Linked DNA regions of Zea mays: region 1 is linked to region 2. Evidence: chromatin contacts called from public Hi-C data. All regions are on one chromosome and are shown on one strand. Each heading gives the region's core, a stretch centred on a gene start, on an enhancer-like site or on the middle of the called end of the contact. The rest is flanking DNA. Distances are from core to core; before and after follow the strand shown.

The links. Hi-C and Micro-C count contacts between places; a contact is called where the count stands out from the background.
Region 1: a contact with region 2 is called in a Hi-C map of bundle sheath, with 4 times the contacts expected there. The contact joins two enhancer-like sites. A contact is called at or near these places in 5 of 25 Hi-C or Micro-C datasets (bundle sheath, endosperm, leaf and 1 more).

What each region holds. Positions count from the first base shown.
Region 1 is chr8:101,781,769-101,787,589 of Zm-B73-REFERENCE-NAM-5.0, forward strand. No RefSeq gene overlaps it. Among protein-coding and RNA genes, the nearest start is that of LOC103635612, 170 kb to the right of the region's middle. Within about 2 kb of position 3,578, at least 16 of the 20 cell types and tissues checked have an H3K27ac peak or open chromatin away from gene starts, as enhancers often do. A contact at or near this core is called in bundle sheath, leaf and leaf mesophyll, where this site is marked.
Region 2 is chr8:101,652,177-101,658,091 of Zm-B73-REFERENCE-NAM-5.0, forward strand. No RefSeq gene overlaps it. Among protein-coding and RNA genes, the nearest start is that of LOC100193052, 93 kb to the left of the region's middle. Within about 2 kb of position 2,000, at least 16 of the 20 cell types and tissues checked have an H3K27ac peak or open chromatin away from gene starts, as enhancers often do. A contact at or near this core is called in bundle sheath, leaf and leaf mesophyll, where this site is marked.

The DNA.
Region 1 (5,821 bases), core at 2,328-4,827, 130 kb after region 2:
GGTACTTTCTTTTAGAAAGAAAAGAGAAAACTAAAAGAATATCACTAGTCGTAAGGAAAATAGATTTTACTAGCCCAAAATAAATGTATTCATAAGTATAGCACCTAATTTCTTGGAATTAGAAAAATACTTGTTTATGTCAAAATAACCATGATTATGTCATAAAAAGTCCAATTAGTGATTTATATTGATTCTTAGAATATTAATGTTAGAAGAATCATGAATTAACAATTTGTAGCTATACACATAAGTTTTGTTCAGAAATAAAAAGGAATAAAATCTATTAGTCTATTATTAGTAATAAAGAAAATAATTAGCCTTTATTTTCATAAAGAATGTTAAAACATATTATACTAGATAAAACTAGTATTATAGCCACCAACTCATAATTTCATCAATAATGACTCGCAGTAATAGTCATAATGAATTAATAAAGATTTACGCTTTAAGACGTGTTTATGATTCTGATAAGTGTGATGTATGAATGTGAATGTAATGGTGAATGATTACCCCTGTACTTGTGTATGTTTATTTATTTGGCGTATGTATTTTTTTGTATGTGCGATACGCAAATCGATGCTAGAAGTGGACTGTGAGGTAGACGAGCCAAACTCGTTCGAGGATGACCCACACGAAACTTTCGAGCAAGGCAAGTGGATTCTCCCTCTACATATTATATTTGTACCCAATTATTGCATATAATAATGTTTACTTTTTGGATATACTGCATAATTTGATGGGTTTTTGCCTAGGTAAGGATTTCCTAGATTTACCAACTGTATTCGTCGATTACCCTAGGAAAATACAATGCTTTGCAAATTTGTGCTACCGCTCAACTTGAAAATTTTGATGTCAATCATTATTTGATATTAATGTTCCGAAAATGAAATTGGCATTATGGTGTTAACCCGATGGTTAAACAAGATTATTTCATATTAATTGGAACATGGAGTGACCACCCAGGATAACAATGCAACCACGAGTGCTATCATGGCTCTGGCTTTGGTAATTAGCTTTATGTGCATAGTACCTAGCAACCTTACCTGAAATATGGGCAAGAGGGGGAGCGGCAGGGGTGGCAGCTCACGTTAATATGGGGACGTATTCTTGGCTAAGGTACCTCATCCAGAGGGCCTCCACACCGACTTGGAAACCTTAGCGTGTTGCTTTGTATTAAGTGAATTTTGTGAAAGCCTCATAATGGATCCCTAGCCATTCACCTTGGTAGTGTTTACGGGTCCGATCAACCCAGGCTAGATGGGATACATGGCTTGTGGATAAAGTTGTACCACCTCTGCAGAGTGTAAAACTGATATGTCAGCCGTGCTGACGGTTAAGAGCAACCTGGACCCTCACATGATAATTGAACTTAAAGATGGACAATAAATCGAGATTTGATGATCTGCCAATGGTTTGCTTAAGTGGTTTCTATTAAGTGTTTTGATATACTCTTATACCTTTGTTTAAACGGGATACTTGGGATATACACTTATTAGTAAGTCAGGTGTTGCTAATAAAATATTGACCAACTAAAATGCTTACCGCTTAACCTTAGCCTCACCTTGTTAAACTAGCATTTATTTTCCACCACTTGCTGAGCCCCAACCATAAGTGAGCTCACCCTTGCTAATATTTTGATCAGAGGGTGATGAAGAAGACCTTGATGGAGATTTCGATGAATACTGAGGCTAACGATGCGCCGGTCATCTTCCTGTGGGAGATTACCCATGTTATTTCTGCTTTACTTTGATGATACTGTTTAAGATACTATTGTCTGGATGTTGTAATAAAGACTACTCTACTCTCTTTACGCCTTTATTGCATTGTCTTCTGATATACTACACTTGTGACGTCAACATATGTGTGGAAAATGGATCTTGGCACACATATCCTATGCATTCGGTTTTGCCCCCAGAACCGGATGTGGCAAATTGGATAACCCGTACCTACTTACCTTTGCTACTCTGATTCTTTCTAAACTTTTCTTAACCTTTTCTCATCTATTGCTGCTTTACTCTGATTAGTCTTACCTTTTCACTTCTAAAGACAAAAGTGGATTTCACACCTTGGAATCATGTACCTAAATTGTCCCTAAGTAATAGGAATCCTAATCATAGCCATACAAAACTATTTTTGTAAGTATTTATATGCTTGAGTGTTTGTTTTTATGATAACTGCTTGATTCGGTTCTTTGATTGAGTGTGATGAGTTGTAGAGTGATGTCCACAATTGCATATACATATAAGCATAAAAAGGGTGACATCAAGATCAACTTATATTATCAACCATTAAAAATATATCTAGTTTAATATATCTATCTCATCTTAAGAGATTATATACTCATATATCCATCTTATCTTAAAAGTTCTAACTTATCCTAATAAGCTTCATCATACCCTAATAGATCCATCTACTCTAAACTAGTCTAATCTAGATCCCATCAGAATTAAAGTGGTCTGATGTGATCTAATCTGGTATGGTTAATCTAGCCTAATCTAAAGTAAAGTGATTTAATAGGTTAGTTAACACTAGGGAAAATGACTAGACCCTACTTCTAGAGCATGTTCAAACCTAAGTTGGTACCTTAGACCCACTAGACCATATACAAACATCCTAACCTACATATCTTTATAAGGTTGCATAACTCATCCAACCTAACATCAAACCAGATCTTGACCTACTTAATGTAGTCTATCCTACTCATAGCTATCTTAGCCATATATCCCTAGCTCAGATGACAACACCAAGACCCAAGAAAGAAGAGATCAACTTCAGCAAGGAAGGTCAAGAGACAAGCCAGATCTCCAAAGAAATCAAGATCCATAATCCTGGATGGATTCTTTCTTTTGCCTAGTCTTTCTTGCCATAACCATCTCTTATCTTGCCAAAAAGACGACTAGACATAGAAGATACCCATAAAAAATACTTGAACAAAGGAAATTGATACTGGAACCAATTAGAAGCAAACCCAACCAACTACGTTCCTCTTCTTAGTAATCCCGAGGACGAGATTATTTTTAAGGGGGGGGGGGGTAGAATTTATGACAACCAAAATCTTTCTTTGGTGAATTAAAGAGTCTTCCAATAAATAAATATATCTCTTTCTTAGAAGGAATATTTCCTAAAATAAATAGTAATATTGAAAGTATGGCAGTTCAAATGTTAAATTTAAATCTTTGAAAGTATAAATTAATGCTTGAAAATATTCACTAAGATACTTAATGGTGGTATATCAGAAAATTGTTTTCCTTAAAATAACGTCTTTTGCGAATACTAATTTTATATTGCAAAGCATTCCTTGTTAAATAGAAAATGGGATAGTAAATAAATAAATTTTTGCCTTGCATGTCATGCTGAAATTTTTACTTGTGCATTTAGAAGTTGGTATTTAAACTTAGGTTGAAGTTGAACCTTGGTTTGAAAACTAGGAGTTGAAAATAGAAAACATAAATAAAAAAGAGGAAAAGCCTTTACCTGGGTCGAATCCTAGCCCTCGGCCCACTCACCTTCCCCCCTGCGCGGCCGCTTGGGCTGACACCATCTCCACGGCCTAAAACCCTGGACATGGTGCTGACATGTGGGGCCCGCACGTCATCCGGTTCCACTCCCACCTCTCTTGCTTGGGTGGCTGATGCGTGGACCACCCTAGTAAGCTTCTTCCTCAACTATCTGCGAGCTTCACGCTAAGCACCGCGCCAATCTCGGCCGGATCTGCTGGGCCCGAGCTCCCGGTTTGATCTCACCGCCCGAGGGGGGTCTACCTGACCTGGGGGTATAAGAGCAAAAGCATGCCGCCTCTACACATCTCTTGCATGCCGCATAGAGAGAGTCGTGGAGAACAAGAAGCAAGAGATAAAGGGGGGAAGCCGCCACACTCGGTCTCTGAATTCACAGTCGATCGATGCTTGGGGATGGGTCTCGGAGGTCCGCCGGCGTGCGAAGATCTCGTCCGATCGATTCCTCGGATGCGTGGGTCACTTGGTTCCGGGGAATCGCTCACCGGAGCGCTGGGCCCGCCGTGGACCGCACGACTCTATGGTTCAGACACTGCTCCGCGCAATCATTGGTAAGAACCTCCCCCATCATTTCACTTTCATCTCTGCATGGTGTAGCATCTTTCGTTTTGAAGTTGAATTAGCAGATAATCTACCGGTCGAATACCGGCCATGGCGCCACCACATTGGGTGGGCACCGCCGTTTCGCTAGCCGAAGAAGGAAGAGGGTTGTATGGCCGTTGATCGGCTAAGACACGGTGATGATTAGATTAGGCGGATACCGGTTGGGCCCTTATCCATACCGTTGATCCGTGATCGGAGCGTTGTGGGTTGGGCGCAACTATTTTAAACCTGAACCGTAGGCGCTCGATCGGATGGATAGGTTTGGATCAAAGGGTGGTCTATTGTGGACCATTGATACGAGATCCAAGGGTGGGGGTGGCATACCTATTCATTGTGAAATCCGACTGGTCGGTGGCGTGGCCTTCTAATCCAACGGCGCAAATCAGCCCATACCTCTTCGTTGTGGTGCTTTCGCATAAGAGACCCCGAGTTTCTGAAAAAAACCTGCCATCCCCGTATGCATAAAAATCACTACACTTAGGTCCTGTTTTTCACGAGTTAGCCCCTGAACTCTCAAGAATTAGTGTCCACTGTCCAACAGGGATAAAATAAATGGTGAATTGAATATAGAAATTGATGTTGTTGTAAAAATAAACCTAGAAATCTTAGATAAATCATAACTTGACTATTTTAACCCTGATTCAAACAGTTCAAGTTGCGTTAGCTTCGTAATAAAATCTCCTACACAGTGATGACATTGTTGTACCATCAAACATATTTTTATAAATATATAATGGATTAGCCTATGTTTAGTAGATTAATCCTTCTAACCAAGGTTAAATTAGTCCATGATAATTTGACTAAAATAAGATTTCTAACCAAGATATAATCTAGATTAAGGTGGAATTGATTATTTAGAGTATATTTACTCATATGATGTAAATTAACCAATTTATAATATATTAATATTCCATCATGTAGATACGCCGAAAACCATATCTGTTCCACCGTAACTTTGATTTTAGTGGTTATCGAACCTAGGATCTAGTTACGATACGTAGAATATTATTATGTAGTTTGTTCTTATGTTTGGTGTGATGTTAATTTTGCCTATACCATGTTTGTTTGTATTGCTACGACTAGCAGCGAGGTCACGAGTCACTTGAAGACCAAGTTGGTGAAGTACCTAGGAATCTCGAGTCTAAGGCAAGTTGTGCCCTTGATCACTTTTTTTACCCAATTATGTTCCTGTTAACCACTGTGACATGCTCATGTTAAACTGATGGGACCTAATAGGTTTCCTAGACTTGTTTATCCTACACCTTGTTTACCACTGAACTTTTGGGTAGTTTTGCTATTGCTTTTCCTGGTTTTGGGATTAATATTACATTATGATCATGTTCCAGTATACTGTTGTTTAATTATTGTTCATGACAAGATCATTGTGTTAATTGGAACATGGAGCTTAACTTGAGAAACACGTGCTACCACAAGGGTGGAATGGGACGCCCTTGGTTGACTAATTAGGAAAGCTAGTGGAGGACTACCTTACCCGAAAGGGGCAAGGGCAGTAGGGGAGTTGTCGGTATAGGGAGGTTCTCAAGTCGTTCATGCTGCGATGGCTTTTCGGACGGGGGATTCCTATATTGCGCTCTCTAGAACTGTAGCAGGTTTTCTGAAGCTAGTGGAACTTTGTAAAGGCCCTATAGTGGATCCCTAGCCATTCACCTCGGAAGTGTCTAAGGGTCTAACTAACCCTGGCT
Region 2 (5,915 bases), core at 750-3,249:
AGGGTCTTCACTTCCACATGGCTCATGAGCGACTGGCGTGGGGCCAGACCTAGTCTTCGATGACGTCCAGCTCCTCATCACCCCGACTGGTGGCAGAGCCTTCAACAACGATGGCGACATCGATCTCATTGAAATGTGAGACCATATGCCCCAAAGCCATGCTACTACCATGAAAGGCGGCCTCGGCGACCACACGCTCGACATGACCGAGAAGTGCCCAAAGCTGATCGACTAGTGGTGTTTCCATCAAAGGCGAGAGCGAGAGGTGGGAGCATACCCCATCGATGGCCGACCGAAGCTCCTCAAGCTCATTGTAGTTTGCAAGCATGGTCGCCGCCTGAGCCATCGAAGCCTCGGTGCTCTCATGGACACGGGAGAGCTCTCCCCTCTTGGCCTCCGCCACCGTTGTTGCCTTCTGCGCCGACCTCTTGGCCTCCTCGGTTCGGGAAGACAACTTCTAGCTCTGAGGAGAAGAAAGGGATAAAAACACAAAGGCACAAGCAATATGGGGCTAGAGGACAAGAAGAAGGGCCTACCCCTAGTGTAAAGCCTAAAATTGGTAGAAATATATATATATATATATATATATATCATAAAATAATGGAATAAAGAATTAATAATATCAATGATAATGGTTCTAGAATTTTTGAAACCTTTTGAATTTAGTAGGGAATTTCCTCTTCGTAATTAATTGAGAGTACTAAATTAGTTAAATGACCAATAAATAGATAAAGAAAGGTTGATCTCTTGATGATAATTTTTGGTGATGCATTTTATGGAAAACATAAACTTGATCTCCAATTTTAAATAAAAACATAAGATAGAAAATGAGAAAGGGAATTTTAATGAAACCATTTATTCCTCCCATAAATAAATAACAAGGAAAATAATAAATAATAATATTGAAAATAGTAGAGGTTATATTCACAGTAGTATTAATTTTGACACTTGGAAAATTTGAAATTTTGGAATGGGAGTTTTGAATTTGAGTAGAATTTGAAGTGAGAACTCTGAAATAGAAAAGAAGAATAAAAGACAAACATACTCTCGGGCCCAAATCTCCCCTCAGCCCATTCCAACCTCCGCGCCTACTAGCCCAGTTTAATTTCCACCGGAGGCCCACGCGCGCGTGTCACGATGCGGCTCTGGAAGATCAGGCCCGCGTGGCATACTCTCTGCCTGGGTGCTCGGGGTTCTATGGGCGCTGTCTGGTGGGGTCTGCTCATCAGATCTATCCGCATCCTCCTTCCCTCATAGAACTCTCAACAGTGCCATAATGAATCGACTGGGTTTGGTGCATGCTGCCGGATCTGTGGGGGGTTGTTGCGAATCGGTCTCCAGCCTTGCTCGGGTATAAAACCATGACACCGCCTCCCATCTCCTCCAGGCCGCGCCAGGGACCGCCATTGACTGCAAGAGAGGGAGAGCAGTGTGGGAGGAAGAGGCCCGTCGCACCCTTAACTTGCCGACGCTGCCCTTCTGCACCAGTGGGGTGGTTCTGGGGCATCACAAGCACGTGGGGGATCTTCGCCGGGTTCGTGCGCAGCTCAGGGTGGCCGGTGATAAGGCAATTTTTTGCCAGAGTTATACACCCGTCGTGAGCGAGCCTTGTTCCATGGTCGAGCCCCCGTCGCCGTTCAATCCTCTGGTAAGTCACCGGGATGCTATCCCTCTATGCATCCGCTCTGTGTTACATCTATCGGCACAAAGAACCAGCCACTAGATTGCGGGATGGAGGTGATTGCAGCAATGGAGCCGCCGCGGTGGGAGGCTCACCTCCGTCGCCGGCGTCCCGTTGGGTGTGGTCACCACAGGCCATTGGATGAATTGTGGGCGCCTTAGATTAGTCGTGGCACATACCTCTTTGGGGGGGGGGGGGGGGGGGGTTGATTGGATCCCTTGATCCGATGGCGTGTGGTCCGGATTAGTTTGAGGCGTGGTCATCGATTGGACCGTAGATCCGGAATCCTGGGGCCTAGAATGAATACCGGTTCAAGTCTTATTATAATCTAATCACAACCGTAGGATACAGATCCAACGACTGTATAGCGCCGATACCCCTTTGCCGTGTACTTCTTTCAAAAGAGCCCCTCTAGTTTGTTGAATCAACCCGTAGTCCAGTACAGCATTACAATAATTACAAGTAAGTCTTGGTTTTTTGCAGAATAGACCCTGGGGAATTTAAAAATGGTGTACGCAGTATAGACTGGGTTTCTGGTTTAATAAATTAATATCATAAAATGATATATATATATATATATATATATATAAATTAAACTCCAAAACTTCATAAATCCATAACTTCTTTATTTTAACTCCAAATTAATCCATTCCAATTGCGTTAGTCTCCTAATGATGTCCTCCATCATCTAGTAACCTTGTATTACCATGAAAACTAAATTAAAAATTTTGTACTTAATTTCTTTTGTACCTCGTTCCTAAATCTTTAGAAATTCATAACTCTATAACCGTAGCTCCGAATTTAGTGATTCTTAAGCCCACGATCTTGTTATGACACGCAGATCATTATTATTCAGTTTGTCCTTATGTTTGGTGTGCTGTTAATTTTTCCTATACACTATTTGTTTTTATTGCTACGACTAGTGTGAGGTTACGAGTCATCTGAAAAGCAAGTTGGTACCTGGAATCTCAAGTCCTAGGAAGTTGTGACCTTGATCACTTCTATTTACCTAATAATGTTCATGTTAATCATTATGATCTGCACAGGTTAATTTTGATGGACGCAATAGGTTACCCTAGTTTGACTACCTCTATGCCTTGTTTACCACTAAGCTTTTGGGTAGTACTTGCTAGTGCTTTATGTGGATTTGGGCATTGAGATATATATTATTCATGATCATGCTTTTATTATCAGTTTGTTATTTATTGTTCATGATAAGATCATTATGTTAATTGGAACATGGAGCGACCATCCGGGAAAACAGTGCTACCACAAGGGTGATATGGGATGCCCTTGGCTGACTAATTAGAAAAGCTAGTGGAGGACTACCTTACCCAAAAGGGGCAAGGGCAGTAGGGGAGTGGTCAGTGTAGGGAGGTCCTTGGGTTGATTTTGCTGCGATGACGGTCAGGTGAGGGATCCCTGCATTGGAGCTTCCTAGAAACTGTAGCGGGTTTTCTGAAGCTAATGGAACTTTTTAAAGGCCTCGTAGTGTTACCCTGCCTCGCCTCCTTGATAGAGGTGTATGGGATTCATGACCCCTTGGTAGATGGATAACATTACTTGTAGGTAAAGATGCACAACCTCTATAGAGTGTAAAACTGGTATATCAGCCATGCTCACTGTCATGAGCAGCTCGGACCCTCACATGAGTAATTTATGGAACTAAATTCAATTTGTCATATGCATTGCAACGCAGGTGTGGTTATCTATTTTGATCTACTACTTATTTGGGTTGGTATCTACTTACACTTAGTAACTGCTAATAAAATTTTCACCAACTTTAAAAGCAATGCTCAGCTTTAACCATCCTCATTAGTAAGCCTTAAACTTCACATGAGCTCCCACCTTTGGTGAGTTCATGCACATTATTCCCCACAACTTGTTGAGCGATGAACGTATGTGTGCTCACCCTTTCTGTCTCACATCCCCCACAGGTCAAGAACAGGTACCGCAGGATGAGGCGCATGGAGGATGGTGTGATGAGTTCGTGAGAGGTCTAGGCCGTCATCTCCCAGTCAACTTTGGGTTGCTGGATCATTGTCTCCATATGATGTAATTATTTATTTATTTTGTACAAAATTCCTATTATATAGTTAAGATGTGACATTTGTTTCTATACTAGGAGTCATCATATGTGTGAGACTTGGTTCCAACACACTTGGTGATTATTTCGCGCCCGGGTCTTGGTGCCCCCGAAACCCGGGTGTGACACCTGACCTCCTTGCGCACCTGCACAAGCTCTGCGTCCACCCTCTCTAGGCGAGTGTTAACCTATTCAAGGGACGACTCGTCCTCACCGGAGTGAAGATTTGTCTCATCAAGGATATTTTGAAGCCACGACCCCTATTCCTGGAGGTGGTCGGCGTTGCCCCAAGCATCATCAGACTCCAAACACAGGTGTGACACCTCGTTTTGAAGCCGACACTAGTACAAAAAGGTTCAAAGCCTGCGGCACCCATATATTTTTACAGACGGATCCGGTTATCCACCGACTGTGCTATTTCTAGTGGCGGTTCATTAAGAAAACCGCCACTAGAAATCGTATTTCTAGTGGCGGTTTCTTAAGAAAACCGCCAGTAGAAATCCATGATTTGTAGTGGCGGTTTTCTTAAGGAACCGCCAGTAGAAATACGATTTCTAGTGGCGGTTTTCTTAAGGAACCGCCACTAGAAATCATTTTTATCCTTAATTTTTCGAGTTTTTCAAACGACCTCGTATGATAAAACCACTAAAATAAAAGTTGTAGATCTCTAAAAGTTATGAAACTTTGTAGTTGACAACTTTTTTATTTGAACTTATTTCGGTTCTCAAAAATTGAATCTAAGTATGGCAAATTTAAAATTCAAATTTTGCAAACTACCTCGGATGAAAAAAGTGTCAAAATAAAAGTTGTAGAACTCCAAAAGTTATTTATCTTTGTAGTTGACAACTTTTTTATTTGAATTCGTTTAGGGTCTCAAATAAGCAATTTACACTCAAATGGTTGTAATATGTGGAGAAAACAACTACAAACTAGACACAAGTCATGTCATAGACGGAGTGGTAGTGGAGGGTACGCGCGAGGGTGAGGTCTACGGTTCGATTCCTCACAACCGCGTAGCGCGCGAATTTTGCGCGAAAAATGCTGCGACTTGCGACTTCGACGGAGACGGGCGGGTGGGGTGGTCCTAATACAAATAAATTTTTTTACTATTTTTAAAATCTGTTTTATGTTTTCTGAAAACGATTTGCACTGGCGGTTTTATTACGTCGACCGCCAGTGAAAATCGATTTTCACTGGCGGTCTTCAGTTACCCGCCTGTAAAAATGGTGATTTCTACTGACCTCTAGCACTGGCGGTTACGAAAAACGTCACTGTAAATATGTTTAGGACCGTCAGTATAGAGCTTATCTGTACTAGTGCGATCCACAGTAGAGCGAAGCCCAACAAGCTCGTGCTCCATCGCCTCAGAGCGGGCGACCTCCTTTCGCAGCTGCTCAGACACTCGTTGGGCGGTCTGCAGCACCTCGGCCCTGGCCACCAACCACATGAGAAGACGCTACAAAAATACACGCCAAGCAATGAGCTAAATGGAAGTCGGAAGGCGTGAGGAAGGGTAAGCTAGGGAGGAACCCTCACCTCGTCGTGGGGGATAAGATCCCGCGTCATCGACGTTTTGGCGATCGTCCCTGCCTCCCCAAAGCTGCCGAGCATATGCTCGTTAATCTCTAGGCTCGCGTTGACCCACAAAGAGGCTGACTCGATGCGGGTCCACTCCTCTGCATCCACACCCGGCACATTGAACGAAGAAAGGTAATGGTCCTCACCAGCTTCTTCCTCTTCAGGCAGCAGCGGTCACTCCAGAGGTTGAACTGCATCCAGGGGTGCCACCGCCCCGGATTGGTTGCTCCCCCTGCGACATCTAGAAGTGAGGGGATTTGAGAAGGCGGCAACGAAGGCAGAACAACCGCCCCCGTCAGCAGGGCCGCCCTAGGTGTGGACACATCGACAACCAAAGCCTCCCATGTAATGGCTACCAGGGGCAGTGGCTTAAGGGAGGCTGTGTCAAGCGCCAACAACCTTCACCGGCTCCAGGGCGACCAAAGGCGGCAACGGCGGCGCAAGCAGATCGGCCCTGACGACGAACGACTGGATAGACGCGGCTACCGGAGGAGTAGCTCCTCCCGCAGCCAAAAGCACGGGTACTGAAGTTGCCGCAGAGCCTAGTTTCGCCGCTAGCGTCGCATCCTT